Regions from separate parts of the Sus scrofa genome. Here all the other regions are linked to region 1. Evidence: chromatin contacts called from public Hi-C and HiChIP or PLAC-seq data. All regions are on one chromosome and are shown on one strand. Each heading gives the region's core, a stretch centred on a gene start, on an enhancer-like site or on the middle of the called end of the contact. The rest is flanking DNA. Distances are from core to core; before and after follow the strand shown.

Region 1 (2,724 bases), core at 127-2,626:
TGATGCCAGTGGCGGAATAGCTGACAGGGCTCAAGGTGACCTTGAGTGGAGATGCCTGTGTGAGTTGGAAAGGATGGGAAAGGGCCCATCAGAAGTAGGAAAGAGCGGATGCTCCTACCGTGGTTTAGTAGGTTAAGAACTTGACATATTGTCCGTGAGGCTCCAGGTTCGATCCCAGGCTTCGCTCAGTGGGTCAAGGATCTGGGGTTGCCACAAGGTCACAGAGGCGGCTGGGATCCTGCGTTGCTATGGCTGTGGCATAAGCTAGCAGCTGCAGCTCCGATTTGATCGGCTAGCCTGGGAATTTCCACATGCTGCAGGCATGGCCAAAAAAAAAAAAAAAAAAGAAGAAGAGAGCAGCTTTTAATCTACTCTCTGTTTTATAATCTCAGGCTCGGAAAACTGCCATGGGACTTGGCTTTTGTCAACTATCAGGATGCTGTGGGTGACCACAAAAATCCCACTCACTCTAAGACTAATGCTGTGAACTCTGGAATTCCCCAGCATGGCAAGGTGGACCACGAGTGGAGGTCTTTGCCTACACACCCAACCCTAGGCTACACAGAGGGATTATACTATTATTCAGCATTTCCAAAAGGCTCTTCCAAGGACGATGACCCCAATGATGCAAATCGAGAGATACTCCGGGAAAAAGTCATGTATGTTTCAGTAAGTTTGGAAAACATGTGGTTAAAGGAGTTAAACCATTTATTTCCTACAGGATGTCTCAGGGCTCCTAGTCTGCCGTGCCGAATTGTGTATCTCTAAGAAGGAGACGGTGTGTTTATTTCTGCAGTCAGGCTCCAGTGTGAAAAGTAGGTGATTCTGCATACTCTTGGGTTATACCAGTAACTCTACATTGTTGCCTCTGCTTAAAACTACAGAATCCGACATGGATTTGTGTCCTTGTGGGACCGTGTATGCTCTAAGAATAAACCAAACCAATGCCATATCTACAAGGAAAGGATTGTTGGCGGGGGGGGGGGGGGGAATTGGGTTGTAGGGAGGAAGAAGGCAGAGATTTGGAAAGTCAGCACCTCTGATTAAAGGTCAAGTGTCCATGATTCTAATTCTGAATCCTGGGATGACCTCTGCAGGGTCGCTCAACGTTTCTGGCCTGGTTTCCCCATACGCAAAGCAAAGCAGAAACCTGAAATGTAAGGGCATCAGAGACTTGGCGAAGATGACAAGGATTAAGCAAGCCCATGCCGTTAAAATGTTTTGAGCTCTGTGGTCAAATACATGGCCTAATGACAGGGTATGGTCTTGGCCACCAGCAGGATTAACTGAGGGGTTTGCCCAGCAGGCACAGACAGACTCTGTTCCCGCAGAACTGCGGGCAGCTGAAGTCCTGTGCAATCCGTGTGAGTCACGCCCTGTATGTACAAACACGCAAGCTGGCACCAAGGCCCTGCCCTGGGGCTATCATGGCTCACCTCCCCAAAAGACAGCCCTGAAGACTTGAAAAGAAAGGAACCCTAAACCGTGAGAGGTGGCCTTTCTGCTGGAGCAGGCAGAAACAAGACAAAATGGTACCTTCAACCCATATGGTACCCTCTTAGGGCTTTTCCTACACACTGGCAGTTTTAGGGCACTGCTCCAGTGGTTATTTGCCTAGTGTGTGCTAAATCCTACCAAAAAGATGGGATGCCCAAGAAAGGATACATCTAAAAAGTAATTTTCGGTGTCGGTGGTGGTGATGGCAAGCTTGTGTACACTGGGCATTAGGCAGTATCCTTCGTCTATATTTTATGCTTCCTCCTCCCTTGGCTGAGTCACTGGAGTTTCTTGGAATTAAAAAACCTGTGAGGCGTGGCCCGCAGCAGAGAAGCCTGATTCCTTTGAGTAGAGCAAGAGCGCCACCTTAAGTTGCATTCGAGTACTGCAGCCTCTACTTGAAAAGCTGTTCTGAAATGGAGCCCACGGAGAGACCTGATTCTCGTTTGCAACAAGCAGCAGTGCCATGGGAGTCTCAGGACTCGCTAGAAATCTTAAATTCTAACTCGCCATTTTGATTTCCATCATCATTTTGGGGCTCCTGGTTAATGACGTCCTCCCTCGAGACTTGAATTTAACCCCAAGTCCCAAAACAGATCAGATCCTTGAGCCGTTTCTACACAGCGGAGAAAACAGGGTGAAACGATTTGAAGCTTTCTTTCCTGGGGCTTCTTGCCAGGTGGGCTGCGCTGGTGACTTGTCCCTGTTGTGCCTCTTGCCTTCTCTCCACATTGTCCCCCAGCCCAGCCTCTGACTCTGCTTGCTTTACCTGTTTCTGTTCTCTGCCTCATACTATCCTAATATGAACCAGATGATACCGTCAAGAAATCGGTTGTGATGTCTAAGCGAAGACAGTCGGTGGATGGAGGATGCTCTTACCGAGGAATGTCGGCTTCGGGATGTTGGTTTCTAGTCTAGCCGTACATCAGAGGGACTGTGCGAGTCTCCTCTGTAGAGGGCGCCACAGTGATAGTTGCTAAGACCAGCCCGGATTGAATCTCAGCTCTGATGATTTATTTATTCATTCCGTATTAATTGAGCATCTGCTTCTGTTAAATACTGTTCTTGTGTGGGGGATTTATCAAGGAATAGGAAATATAAAAATCCTTGTCCTCATGGAACTTATGCTACAGCAGAAGGAGGCCAAGAGTAAGCATTATAAGCAAGGAAATCGGAGCTCCCCTTGTGGCTCAGCCAGTTAAGAACTCAACGTAATCTTCATGAGAA
Region 2 (2,724 bases), core at 69-2,568, 490 kb before region 1:
CATAGGTCGCAGGTGGGGCTCAGATCTGGTGTTGCTGTGGACGTGGTGTTTGTAGGCCGGCAGCTGCAGCTCCAATTCGACCCCTAGCCTGGGAACCTCCATATGCTGGGGGTGTGGCCGTAAAAAGAAAAAAAAAAATACATTCAGAAATCCTTCATACATTTAAAAGGGATTGTTTACTGCATGGCTCCCTGAAGTCCCTAACATACTGGAGAGAATGGTGTGAACAACTGGGAATAAAAGATGTTCAGAAAGACAAAGATCTTTATTTTTTAAAACTGATGCCACAGAGACAAGAGGGCAGCTGGTTTTCCCACGCTCACGCTCAATCCCTCTCCCAGATGAACAGATGAAGTCTTTGATTGCTTGCCAGGAAAATGGTTTCACCCACTGCTCCTTCCATGTGTCTTTCCCACCCCCACTCCCTGGCTCAGATTTTGGACCCTGTGACTTGACCCGTGGCTAACTGGTTCAGGGACCCTGGAGCACCTGACCCAGGCCACAGCAGTCCACAGACTGGCCAACAGCCTGTAACATGGCTAGATGAAAAGTGATGACTTGAGCCAACCAGTTGGTCACTCGGGGAGGTAACCACTTGAGCTAGGTGGTCAGATCTGAAACGAAGCCCCTAGGTGGAATCAGGCCCGTGATGGGGTAACATCAAAGGGGAGCCGAAGTTAGGAGAGAGACGAACTCTGAGCAGTCAGCGGAAGCCTGGGGTAGAGATGAGAATGAATCAGCAGCACAGAGCAAGGCTGAGCCACCTCAAGAGCTCTCAGAAATGGAAGTGAGGGCCTCTGGGGGCCCTTGTTGGCAGAGAGCACATTGCATCATCTTTAGTCTGTTTTTCATGGACATAATGGGCCAGGGACCAGGGGACGGATGGATGTACAGTGTAGTTGTGTTTCAGCAAGATGTTTGTGGACCACAGGGGGTAAGTGAACTTTGCCTGAAGCCCAAAGCAAGTGTTCAACCAATTTGTGGCAACAGTAGGACTTTATTGCTATACTGTCTTCTCTCTGTCCACCCTCACCCTATGCCACCCTGGTCTCGTCTCCATATTTAGATGAGATTGGGTGCATTCAGGGCGGTATGGCTGTAGATTTGTCTCCATATTTAATTTGTTTTCATTGTCTTGATTTTTAGTTTAGAGTTTACCATTTTATATTTTGTATCTCCTGTGTGCCTCATTGACCCAGTTGTGAAAAGAGACACGGTACAAATCAACAGCTCGGATGAGAACTAACTTAGAAGGACTGGTGTCTGATGGACCAAATCCCCAGTTCCTCCTTTGTCATAGAGATAGGTCTCTAGTTGCACATCCGAGGATTCACCCAAAATTGCATCTTACTAAAAATCATGATTTGGATGACAACACTGATGACGTAGTGTTTACATTTGCAAACAATGATGCAAAATAAAAGAATGACTAATATATTAGAAAACAGCATTTGCATCCAAAAAATCCTCGCCAGTCTGAGCTTCCTCCTTTATGCTTTCAAATGCCTGCACTGTATCAGCATCTCTGGACAAATCTGCAATGTCAGGACTTCTCCTTCCTCTTCCTCCTTTTCCTCTTCTTCTTTTTATTTTTTTATGGCCCTACCTGCAGCATATGGAAATTCCCAGGATAGGGATTGAATGGGAGCTACAGCTGCAGGCCTATGCTACAGACATGGCAACACTTGATCAAAGCCACATCTTCAATTTAGTGACCTAGGCCGAAGCTTGGGGCAATGCCAAATCCTTAACCTGCTGAGCGAATCCAGGGATCGAACCTGCATCCTCCCGGACACTATATTGGGTACTTAACCCGCTGAGACGCAACGGGAACTCCAAAGATTTCTATTACAAAAAGTCATAGGAACAAATTATGTGAATTTCTTTTTGAAAAAAATTCTGATTTGACACCAAACTGTTATTCATTTATTTATTTATTTATTTATTGGCCATTTCTTGGGCCTCTCCTGCAGCATATGGAGGTTCCCAGGCTAGGGGTCCAATCGGAGCTGTAGCTGCCGGCCTACACCACAGCCACAGCCACTTGGGGTCCAAGCCGAGTCTGCAACCTACACCACAGCTCACGGCAACACCAGATTCCTAACCCACTGAGCAAGGCGAGGGAACGAACCCGCAACCACATGGTTCCTAGTCGAATTCGTTAACCACTGAGCCATGACGAGAACTCCTTTTTTTTTTTTTTTTTTTAACCAAACTGTTATTAAGATAGGGTTCATTCTGTCTCTCTATCATGTACCATTGGAGAAATTTCTTTCCAAATTTGGGACCAGGAAATACTAGGTCTTCCCTGAAAAAAAGTCACAATGTATCCTTTTTCCTGATCAAGAGAGATGTGTATGAAGTTTCCTTTTTCATCCTAACCAGCAGAACACTTCAATCCTGGCACTAGGCTCCCTGGGAGCAACTGGAATGAATATTTGGTTTTTAATTTTTCTTCTCCAATCTGTTTTCCAATTTGAGTTCATATACCTTGGTTTTATTATCAGGGTTTTTGTCTTTTGGAAGCCAGAGCAACTCCTTTTTGGATTGACTTGGGATATAAATAAATACATTATATTCGAGTCATGAGTGGGAGATGGTTTGTTGAATGGGACAAGTTGGGAGAGAAAGGGAAAAATATGCACTCTTAATAGTCTTCAAGATAAGTATTTATCCAAATATTTGTTGAGCCTCCATTGTTTTATTTTAGCCCAAGATACATGT
Region 3 (2,724 bases), core at 138-2,637, 400 kb before region 1:
ATCTCCAGTCTGGGAACTTTCATATGCCAGAGGTGCAGCCCCGAAAATAAAAGAAAAGAAAAAAAGTGTGTGTGTGTCTTTTCTGAAGAAAGGGAAGGGAAATTAGGATGAAGAAAAACTCGAGTCTGGTAAAATGGCCTGAACTTCAGCAGAACAGAGATTGCTTTGCAGGGGTAGGACAGCGGCTTGGAAATGAAAAACCGAATTTAGGAGTATTTCTGAGTGAAGGTTGGGAGAGAAGTGATGCCCTGGGAAGAAAGCTGGGTGTCCTTTAAGTTGAGATGTTGGAAGAGAATCCATGTAAAAAGGTGGAAGTCTGAGGAATCAGGTTTGAAAGGAATAGGTCTTGCCCAGGGTTCCTCTGCAGGGAGCTGCTGGGATAGGCAGGGTGGTGAGCATGGGATAAACCTGGGGAAGAATGAACTGAGTTGGAGACAAAGGAGGGTGTAGGAGGTGGCTGGGCTTGTTTGGAAGTCAGCTGGAGACCCACATGATCGAGTGGGTCCCCATTCCTTCTCTAGTACTGAGCGTGTCCTAATATCTACACGAATGAGCGCTGGTTGCATGAGGGGGCAGAACAGGAGTGGGTCATGGGAACCCTCAACTTCCCAGGGCTGAAGGGGGGCCTCACGGATCAGAGCTCTCTCTTCTCATCCTCTACAGTGAACCTCGAGACCCAGAGACGTTCAACTGCGTCTCCAAGGCCACAGGGCCAGTTCAGTAGCAAAGCCCGAAGGCGCCCCTTTCTTCTTCCCAACATCTTTTTGGCACACGCATTTTGGCCCTTTCAGCACTCGTGAGAGGCCAAGGGACGCATCCCTGGGTGAAGCGGAAATCCTGCTAGTGCCACGGGTCTCGGACACCGCCTCCGCGCCGCCTGCCACTCGCTGCACCCCCACGCCCCAGTGGCTGCAGAGGCTGCCACCAGATAAAGGGTGACGACAGCTGGGAGCACGCGCCGAGGCTGTGCGTCAGCCTGTGGCCACGGCTGATTTATTTTGGAACCGCCTGGTTGAACTAGTCACGTCGAGGGCGCTTCTCAAACCCACGGCCCGCTGAGCACATTGACAAACCAGCAAATCCCGGGACGCGGCCGCCCCGCCCCAGCATGGTAGGAGACCAGCCCTTTAGAGGCTGGGAGCGGCGCTTCTGCGAGGGCGAGGCCGAAAAGGGCGAGCATGGGGACGGATCTGGGCGCCCCGTCGCCCCCTAGTGACCCTGCTCCGCTCTAGGTCGCGAGAACAGTGGCGGCCACGGGATTGGCTCCCGCGAGACGGGCCCGTGCGGCGGGGCGGGGCGGGGCGCGACGGAACCGAGCGGCGTGTGGTGGGCGGGGCGTCCGTCGAAGGGGCGTGGCGCGGCGCCGCGTGCGGTGAGCGGGCGCGCAGGGCCGCCGCGGGAGGCAGGCGGGCGGTGTCTACGCCTGGAGGGGTGAGGATAGTGCGGGGGAGCCGTCAGAGCCGGGCCGGGCCCTCCTAGCCGGGCATTCTTGCCTGTAGAGGATGGCGACTGTCGCGGTCGGTGGGGAGGGATGAGGATGTGGGAGGAGCAGCCTGCGGCGGAAGCCGGGAGGACAGCGGGGGCGGGGTGTCTCCGGGGAACTAGGCTGGGCCTTCCTTGGGTGGAAAAGGCGAAGCGAGAGTCCCCTTGGGATCCCCACTCCGCCCCCAGCCGTGGTCCGGGTCGCCCTTGCACGGCCGAGCCCAATCTGCGAGTTGCTATAGGCAACTTGCCCCGCTTCACCTGGGACGTGCTGGTTAGAACACGGACAGCTTTACAGGCCTCCATCCCACTGAAGTGACCCCCATCTGCCTCCCCCCCGCCACCCAGAGCAGACCTGGGAGGCCACAGGAGGCCTCCTGACCGTTCACCCTGCCTTTTTACTATCAGGGTGAAGGCCCCCCACACAAGTTTCCCACCAGGCCCCGACATGCCTGTCCTTGTGAGGCAAAAACTTCAATGGGATCCTTCCTCTCCCTAAAGGTATGTAGAAATACAGGAGGGCACATCTTGCTTGCTATTTTGTGCTGTAGAAGTCAGATTTCAGCTCAGTTGTGGAGCAGCGAGGTTTCTCTGCTCCCGGGAGAGCTCTGACAATAGAGATCTTTGTTTTGGAATTTCTTCCTCACTCTGGAACCCCAGAATTCAGATGTCCAGCCAGAACAGCCATTAGGTTAAAATTTCCCATCAGTTGTCTTTCATTAAACTGGAAAAGCCTGGATAGTTATAAAATATAGGTTCCAGTGGATGATATCTGTTTTTTTCCTTTCCTCACTCAAAAAGCCTCGTGGCGGGGCAGCTGGTTCACCCATTCAAACGGAAGGATGAGATCAGTTCATAGGAACATGATGTGAATGGAAGCAGCCTGTCATTGTAAGTCTGGCCTTTGATTAGTCACCTGATGTCTTTCCTGGGGTGACATGACCTTGAGACAGTAAACTTCAACGGGGCTGATCTGTGTTATCAGCCGGCAGGGTTTGCATTAGTTCTCTTTTTGTTTCTTCCTGGACCTCTTTGAGTCACATTAGAAAGGATGAGTACTTTTCATGTGGCTGTAATGAGTCAATTCATAACATTGTTACTCTTCCCCAAATGACAGAAGGAAAGGGGGAATCAGGCCGTGTCTTATGGTTACCACTGGTTGTTATAAGAGGAGCAGGTTCCCTAAGGGATGGAGGAATGAATTTCATGATTTTCTCCTCTCTCTTTCAGAGACCCTCCCCA
Region 4 (2,724 bases), core at 135-2,634, 330 kb before region 1:
TGCAGATTAGGATCAGGGTAGATGCGAGCTTTCGATCTTTTTCAGAGGTGGTGTTTCGTGGCCCCGGGACTGTTCTGTGCTCCCCTCTCTGGTCTTCATTTGTTGGGGGTTTTAGTTCTGCAGAAGAACTCAAAGATATTGTTATGTATATTCTTTGAAGAGGAACCAGGACCTGCCCCCAAGCTGCACTCCTGTTTCTTTTCTTTTCTTTTCTTTTTTGGCCGATCCATGGCAAATGGAGTTCCGAGGCCAGGGATCAGAACTGAGCTGCACAGTTGCAGCTTACACTGCAGCTGCAGCAACACCGCTATTTTAACCCACTATTGCCAGTGCTGGGCATCGAACCTGTGTCCTGGTGCTGCAGAGATGCCATCATCGATCCTATTGCGCCACAGCAGGAACTCCTGCACTATTGTTCCTTGACTCTTTCTCCCCAGGTCTCCGCATCCCCTCCCTTCCCTGATTAGCAACTGTTTGAACCTGCCCTTTGTAACTCAGGGAAGGTCATGGAGCCTGAAGCGTATTCCCTAAAAACAAGAAATGGGGGACCCAGGAAGGCTTGTGAGCCCAGGAGCCCCCCAGGGTCCTGCTCAGTTTCAAGAGTGTCACTGAAACCTGGCCTCTGCCCACTGAGGCCGAATGGAATATCGGAGACAGAGTTTTGAGTGAAGGAGAAAAAAATAGCTTTACCACTTTGCTAGACAAAGGGGGACAACAGCTGGCTAGTGCCTAAAAAAATCAGTGTCCCAACGGGGGAGGACTTGGTGAGAAGTTTTATAGCAGTAGTTCAAGGGCGGCATTGCCGACAAGGATCCGGGTGTGTGTCGGGCCTGCCTTCCTTTAATCTGGCCTCAGGGGGTCACCCGATGAGCTTCTGTGGTTCTCGAGGTTCTCAACCTGTGACTTTCTTCTGGAATGAAGACTGCTTCATCACGTAAACATCTCCCACTTGTTGGGAGTTTTAGTTCTGCTCTCCAAACGAAAGCTCAAAGATACTGTTCTGTGTATCCTTTGAGGGGTTGAGGGGGAACCAGGACTCTGCCCCCAGGCTGCCCTACTGTTTCTTGGCTGCTCCTCCCCTGTCTCTGCATCCCCTCCAGTTCCAGGGCCAACACTGGATCCTTAACTCAATGCATCAGGCCAGGGATGGAACTGGCTCCTCCACAGAATCAAGCCAGATCGTCCACCCCCTGCGCCACTGTGGGAACTCCACTTGTTTTCTGTTTTAGAATCCAAATATACGTGCAGTCGTACAGTCTTTGTCTTTCTCTGACTTCGTTCCCTTAGCATGATGCCTTCGCGGTCTGTCCATGTCGTTGCAACTGTTCAGTCTTTTTTATGGCTGAGTCATAGTCCATTGTGCAGAGACACCACATCGTCTTTATCTATTGGGCTCTCGAGGAGCACTTAGTTGCTTCAGAGTCTTACTGTTGTAAATGAGGCCGCAGTGAACATAGGGGTGAGCTTGGCAGGATCTCGTAAATATCCTGATGTGTGGAACCTGACTTGGAAACTGTGACCTCTCATCCGTTCACCTTTGCTTTCTCTTCCTCTCTGCTCCACCCCTTCTCTGCCCTCAATTTAATTTTGAATCAAGTTTGTGCTGCCTGAGAGGTCCAGGCCATGACTTAGCTCAGAATCAGAGATCGATTGTTCCCCCCCACCTCCGCCGCCCCGTGCCCCCTCCCTCCAAGGTCAGAGTCTCCCAGGGGCTTGAGGCTGTTTCTAAAAAGGGCCTCGCTGAGGACTGAACTGAGACGTCAACTCAGTCAAACACTGGGGTGTGATTTCTCTTTTCAGAATCAGCTTTTTGCAAAACCTCCTCGGCTCTGTTCCCTCTGGGGACTTTCTCAGCCCTTCGGCCACCTTTGGGATCTTGCTGTATCCTGAAGGAAGAGGACACCCAGGCTGGCGCTGGAGGCTGTAGGGCAGTGAGGTCTGGGGGACCCCCGAGAGAGCAGGGGCCCAGAGAACTTTCCGAACGAGACTTATATTGGCAAGAGAAAGACCCTCCCCTGGCCATGCCATCCTCTTCCATCTCTATCTGTGCCAGCCCCCTGGCCCCACAGAGTAATTCGGGTTCAGGGTGGAGGACCCTTCTCAGGGAGAAGTCCTCCTGTCCCATCACCCTCACCTGTAACGCGGCTATTTGCTCGGAGAGGTCCTATCCTATGGGCCCCTCGTAAACTCTCAGCCTCATGGGTCAGGCACTTGCCTCTTTGTCCTTGGTTAAGTAGGTCAAATAGACAGAAAAATCATGTGATGCCTACCTGTCCACTGGGGCAAGGTGCAGACCGGGTTCTAACCTCATGTCTCTGTGTAGCCGACGGGGCTCTGCAGGAACATGGTGATCTAGATGCCAGTCACTCTGAGAGACGAGGAACTGAAATATTAACCAGAGAGGCCTTGGTGCCAGCCTGCTTCGCAACCGCAAGTTCAAAATAGCCTGTCCAGCAGCTCTCATTTGTTCTGCTCTTAAACCTCCCAACGAACAGTCATTCAACAATGAATCTCTGCTAAGGGCAGGTATGAGTCATGCTGGGAGACCCCCAGCCAGTTCTGCCCTTGAGAGGTTGACAGCCTGGTGGCATATAAAGGCAGGAAGACCAGGCTTTCGAGTGAATGCGGAAGGAAGAGCAAGAACTCCTGATGTGTCTCCCACCTCTGGGGCTTTTATAACCTGAGATGGATGTAATTGAATTGACATCCTAGGGAACAGAATTA
Region 5 (2,724 bases), core at 127-2,626, 260 kb before region 1:
CCTCGAGCAGTGAGAGATACCGCAAGGAGGGACAGGGGAGCCGGGCGGGGGAGGGCACACAGCTTGGCACCAAGTATCCTACTTTGTGCTTGTCTGGCTCCCAGAAGAAGGCGGAGATTGTAATGTCAAGTCCTCTCTCAGCCCCAGGTTGCCATGGCCAAGTCTGAAAATTGTCAGCCAAGGAAAGGCTTCCTTAATGGCTCTGCATCCATCCAGCCCAAACCAGTCTGGGGCTACGTGGGTCTTACAATGCTCGGTAAGTCCCTGGAGGTGGTACTTTGAGGAAACAGAGGCTGGGGCTTAGTCTCTGGAACACGGATCACTTCTCTTAGGGAGAAGGGAGGCCCCTAGTGGTGAAAGATGCTGTCCGGAGTGGTGGCCAGTGGCTGACCACTTTTGGAGAACTGGAGCCGTGAGCTCCCACCTGCTGGGGTCAGAGACCCCTGCTTCTGGGGAAGCTGCATCAACACCAGCCTAACGCAAAGAGACGCCCCCTGCTTGAAGCAAAACAAAACAAAACAAAGCCAACAGGTGAGAAAGACCACTGAGAAGATGCAACATGTTTGCAGAAGATAAAGTTATCTTTGAAATTTGGAGCGAGTGTCCTCTGGAGAGGAAATGTCTTCAGCTGTGATTCATGTGTAAATTCACCAGCCTCCTTCCTATGTTGATATAAACAAGAACGCCATAGTCAGTCTGCCCGAAGGGGAAAGAAAGGCATATACAAGTTTTCCAAAGTCCATCCACGTTTCTGAGAGTGAGCCACTTTGCTTCCTCTTGGATTTCGGAAGTGGTGCCTGGTAACGCTGGATAAATATCCTGAACGTGGCAGCCCACCCTTATGGATTTTCTGTTACTGAAACTCAAATAACGTCTGTGATTGGAACCGGCGGACCTTGACTCCCATCTTCTGGGTGTCTGAGGACATCATAGATCAGTTGACAATAGATTTTTCCAAGTCTCCCACTTCCTGCCCTTTCCAGAAGGAAACAAAACAGCCTCCTGCGGTGAGAGGCTTGGCTTCCTGCAGGGTTGGAAGAAGTGAGGGTTTTGAGTTGCGACTTCTTTTCCTGTTTGGAAGAAGCCTGCTGCCATCACACTGGGGGTGGGGTGGGGGTGTACTTGCAGGATTGTCACGAGAGCACGGAAGCAGCAGGTGTGGGAGGAGCCCCACCCTCACTGGCATCCTTTCAGAGCCGGGAAACTTGGGGGGACAGCTGTTTACTGCTGCAACAGATGTTTCTCATTTTTTTTTTTTTTTTTTTTTTTAGCTCCATGGAAACTTTGAATCACATAAGCGCCTTTCCAGCGATATATATCGGTCATGATTCATACCAGGGCTGGTCTCACGCTTCCAGCCTCAATCCACCAGCTTACTGAGGATGCTAGTCATTTGTTTTCTACCCAACCTTGCCCTAGGTTAACCGTGTGGCAGGGCGATTCTTCCATCCCTGGTGAAGAAGGTTTTCTCACAGTCTGAGCGCAGCAGGACCGCGTCAAAGGCGACCTGCGTCCCGAGGGAAGGCTGAGCGCAGTTCTGGACCAGTCATGCTGAGCCATCCTCTCAGGGATGCCTTTTATGCCAGCTTTGCTCACGTGAGAGCCAAAAAGTCGACTGGAGGGTGCAGAAGCCTTTTGTCCAGGAGGTCTGACGATCCCCTCCCCTTTGCATCAGACGCCCTGGGAATATTTCTAAAAGATGCAGGTTCCCAGGCCACTTCTTGAATGTGAGAGGTGGGGCTCAGGCAGGGCGACCTCCTGGGTGAGTGACCTCTGCAGTCACAGAGGGTCTCCCACAGAGAAGGACCCTGCGCTTGTGTTAAAGCACATGTGCTTGAAATTCTTAATTTTTGGATTCGGTTTCTCCCCTCACTTTGCACCGGACCCCGCAGATTCCATGGCTAGTCCTGAGCCTAGGAATTCAGGCAGAGCCGTAACCCACTCCGATTAACTTACTAGCCAAAGGGCTGCTTCACACAGACTCCCTGCATTTGGCTGATTGTGGACCCAGGCCTGTGTCTGTCGGTGTTTGGGGGCTGGGCTGCGGGGCTAGGGGTGGGTTTGGGGGTGTGATGGGGGTGGGACTTCAAGGCTTCTCCAGGGAGATGGAATTCAAAAAGCCTCCCGGGGAGAGAAGCATTATCAGACCCTTCTCATCCCACTTGTCTCACTGTAATTGTTACAATGGTCCTAAGGACCTTCCCTCCCGCCCAAGGGCAACTTGGCCCACTCCTTCCTACCCCGATACTAGGAAAGGTAGGCAGCCCACTTCTCACCTCCTCCCCTTTGATCAACTTGGCCTACGTCTCCCCCGCCCCCTCTGGAAGAGCTCTGGGGCCCACGCCTTACCCCACCCCTATATGCCCCCAACCAACCAGCAAGTATATACAAAGACCCCATTCTTCCCCAGCCAACCAGCAGGTCCGCAGGTGTATGGCACACCACTCCTTGCCCTCCTTTGTCTTTGGGCTATAAAAACAGACACAATCCTGTCTACACCTTGCTTTGAATCTGGAAATTTCTTTTTCCTCCCATGTGCAGAGCCACAACAATGGGGAGCAGGGACCATGACAAAGAAAGGAATGCTGTCCAGGGAGCACCTAGCAGAGTTTTTTTGTGTTTTGTTTTGTTTTGTTAATTGTTTAAATTATAATTGAATGACAGAGTTCTGTCAGTTCCTGCTGTACAGCAAAGTGACCCAGTCACACATACACAGACATTCTT

Evidence for each region. A called contact is a pair of places that touch in the nucleus more often than the background predicts. HiChIP or PLAC-seq counts read pairs in DNA pulled down with a chosen protein or histone mark.
Region 2: a contact with region 1 is called in an H3K27ac HiChIP or PLAC-seq map of alveolar macrophages. The contact joins two enhancer-like sites. A contact is called at or near these places in 5 of 47 Hi-C or Micro-C datasets (embryonic fibroblasts, fibroblasts, omental adipose tissue and 2 more) and 1 of 2 datasets of contacts at active chromatin or transcription factors (alveolar macrophages).
Region 3: a Hi-C map of embryonic fibroblasts shows a contact between it and region 1, with 2.6 times the contacts expected there. The contact joins the promoter of AMZ2 here to the enhancer-like site in region 1. A contact is called at or near these places in 5 of 47 Hi-C or Micro-C datasets (embryonic fibroblasts, liver, mesenteric adipose tissue and 2 more) and 1 of 2 datasets of contacts at active chromatin or transcription factors (alveolar macrophages).
Region 4: an H3K27ac HiChIP or PLAC-seq map of alveolar macrophages shows a contact between it and region 1. The contact joins two enhancer-like sites. A contact is called at or near these places in 1 of 47 Hi-C or Micro-C datasets (epiblast stem cells) and 1 of 2 datasets of contacts at active chromatin or transcription factors (alveolar macrophages).
Region 5: a Hi-C map of embryonic fibroblasts shows a contact between it and region 1, with 4 times the contacts expected there. The contact joins two enhancer-like sites. A contact is called at or near these places in 1 of 47 Hi-C or Micro-C datasets (embryonic fibroblasts) and 1 of 2 datasets of contacts at active chromatin or transcription factors (alveolar macrophages).

Annotation. Positions count from the first base shown.
Region 1 is chr12:11,497,218-11,499,941 of Sscrofa11.1, reverse strand. No RefSeq gene overlaps it. Among named protein-coding and RNA genes, the nearest start is that of FAM20A, 110 kb to the left of the region's middle. Within about 2 kb of position 1,376, at least 25 of the 83 cell types and tissues checked have an H3K27ac peak or open chromatin away from gene starts, as enhancers often do. A contact at or near this core is called in alveolar macrophages, embryonic fibroblasts, liver and 2 more, where this site is marked.
Region 2 is chr12:11,990,090-11,992,813 of Sscrofa11.1, reverse strand. No RefSeq gene overlaps it. Among named protein-coding and RNA genes, the nearest start is that of RGS9, 24 kb to the left of the region's middle. Within about 2 kb of position 1,318, at least 2 of the 83 cell types and tissues checked have an H3K27ac peak or open chromatin away from gene starts, as enhancers often do. A contact at or near this core is called in alveolar macrophages, where this site is marked.
Region 3 is chr12:11,893,674-11,896,397 of Sscrofa11.1, reverse strand. It overlaps AMZ2 (archaelysin family metallopeptidase 2), which reads left to right and starts at 1,387. Exons shown (of 9, transcript NM_001243604.1): 1 at 1,387-1,431; 2 at 1,891-1,983; 3 at 2,284-2,373.
Region 4 is chr12:11,828,406-11,831,129 of Sscrofa11.1, reverse strand. All of the region lies in intron 2 of ARSG (arylsulfatase G), which reads left to right. It overlaps LOC110255982 (a long non-coding RNA gene), which reads right to left. Exons shown (of 4, transcript XR_002337055.1): 3 at 2,271-2,383. Among named protein-coding and RNA genes, the nearest start is that of SLC16A6, 28 kb to the left of the region's middle. Within about 2 kb of position 1,384, at least 3 of the 83 cell types and tissues checked have an H3K27ac peak or open chromatin away from gene starts, as enhancers often do. A contact at or near this core is called in alveolar macrophages, where this site is marked.
Region 5 is chr12:11,761,218-11,763,941 of Sscrofa11.1, reverse strand. The region is part of intron 10 of ARSG (arylsulfatase G); the gene reads left to right. Among named protein-coding and RNA genes, the nearest start is that of WIPI1, 47 kb to the right of the region's middle. Within about 2 kb of position 1,376, at least 20 of the 83 cell types and tissues checked have an H3K27ac peak or open chromatin away from gene starts, as enhancers often do. A contact at or near this core is called in alveolar macrophages and embryonic fibroblasts, where this site is marked.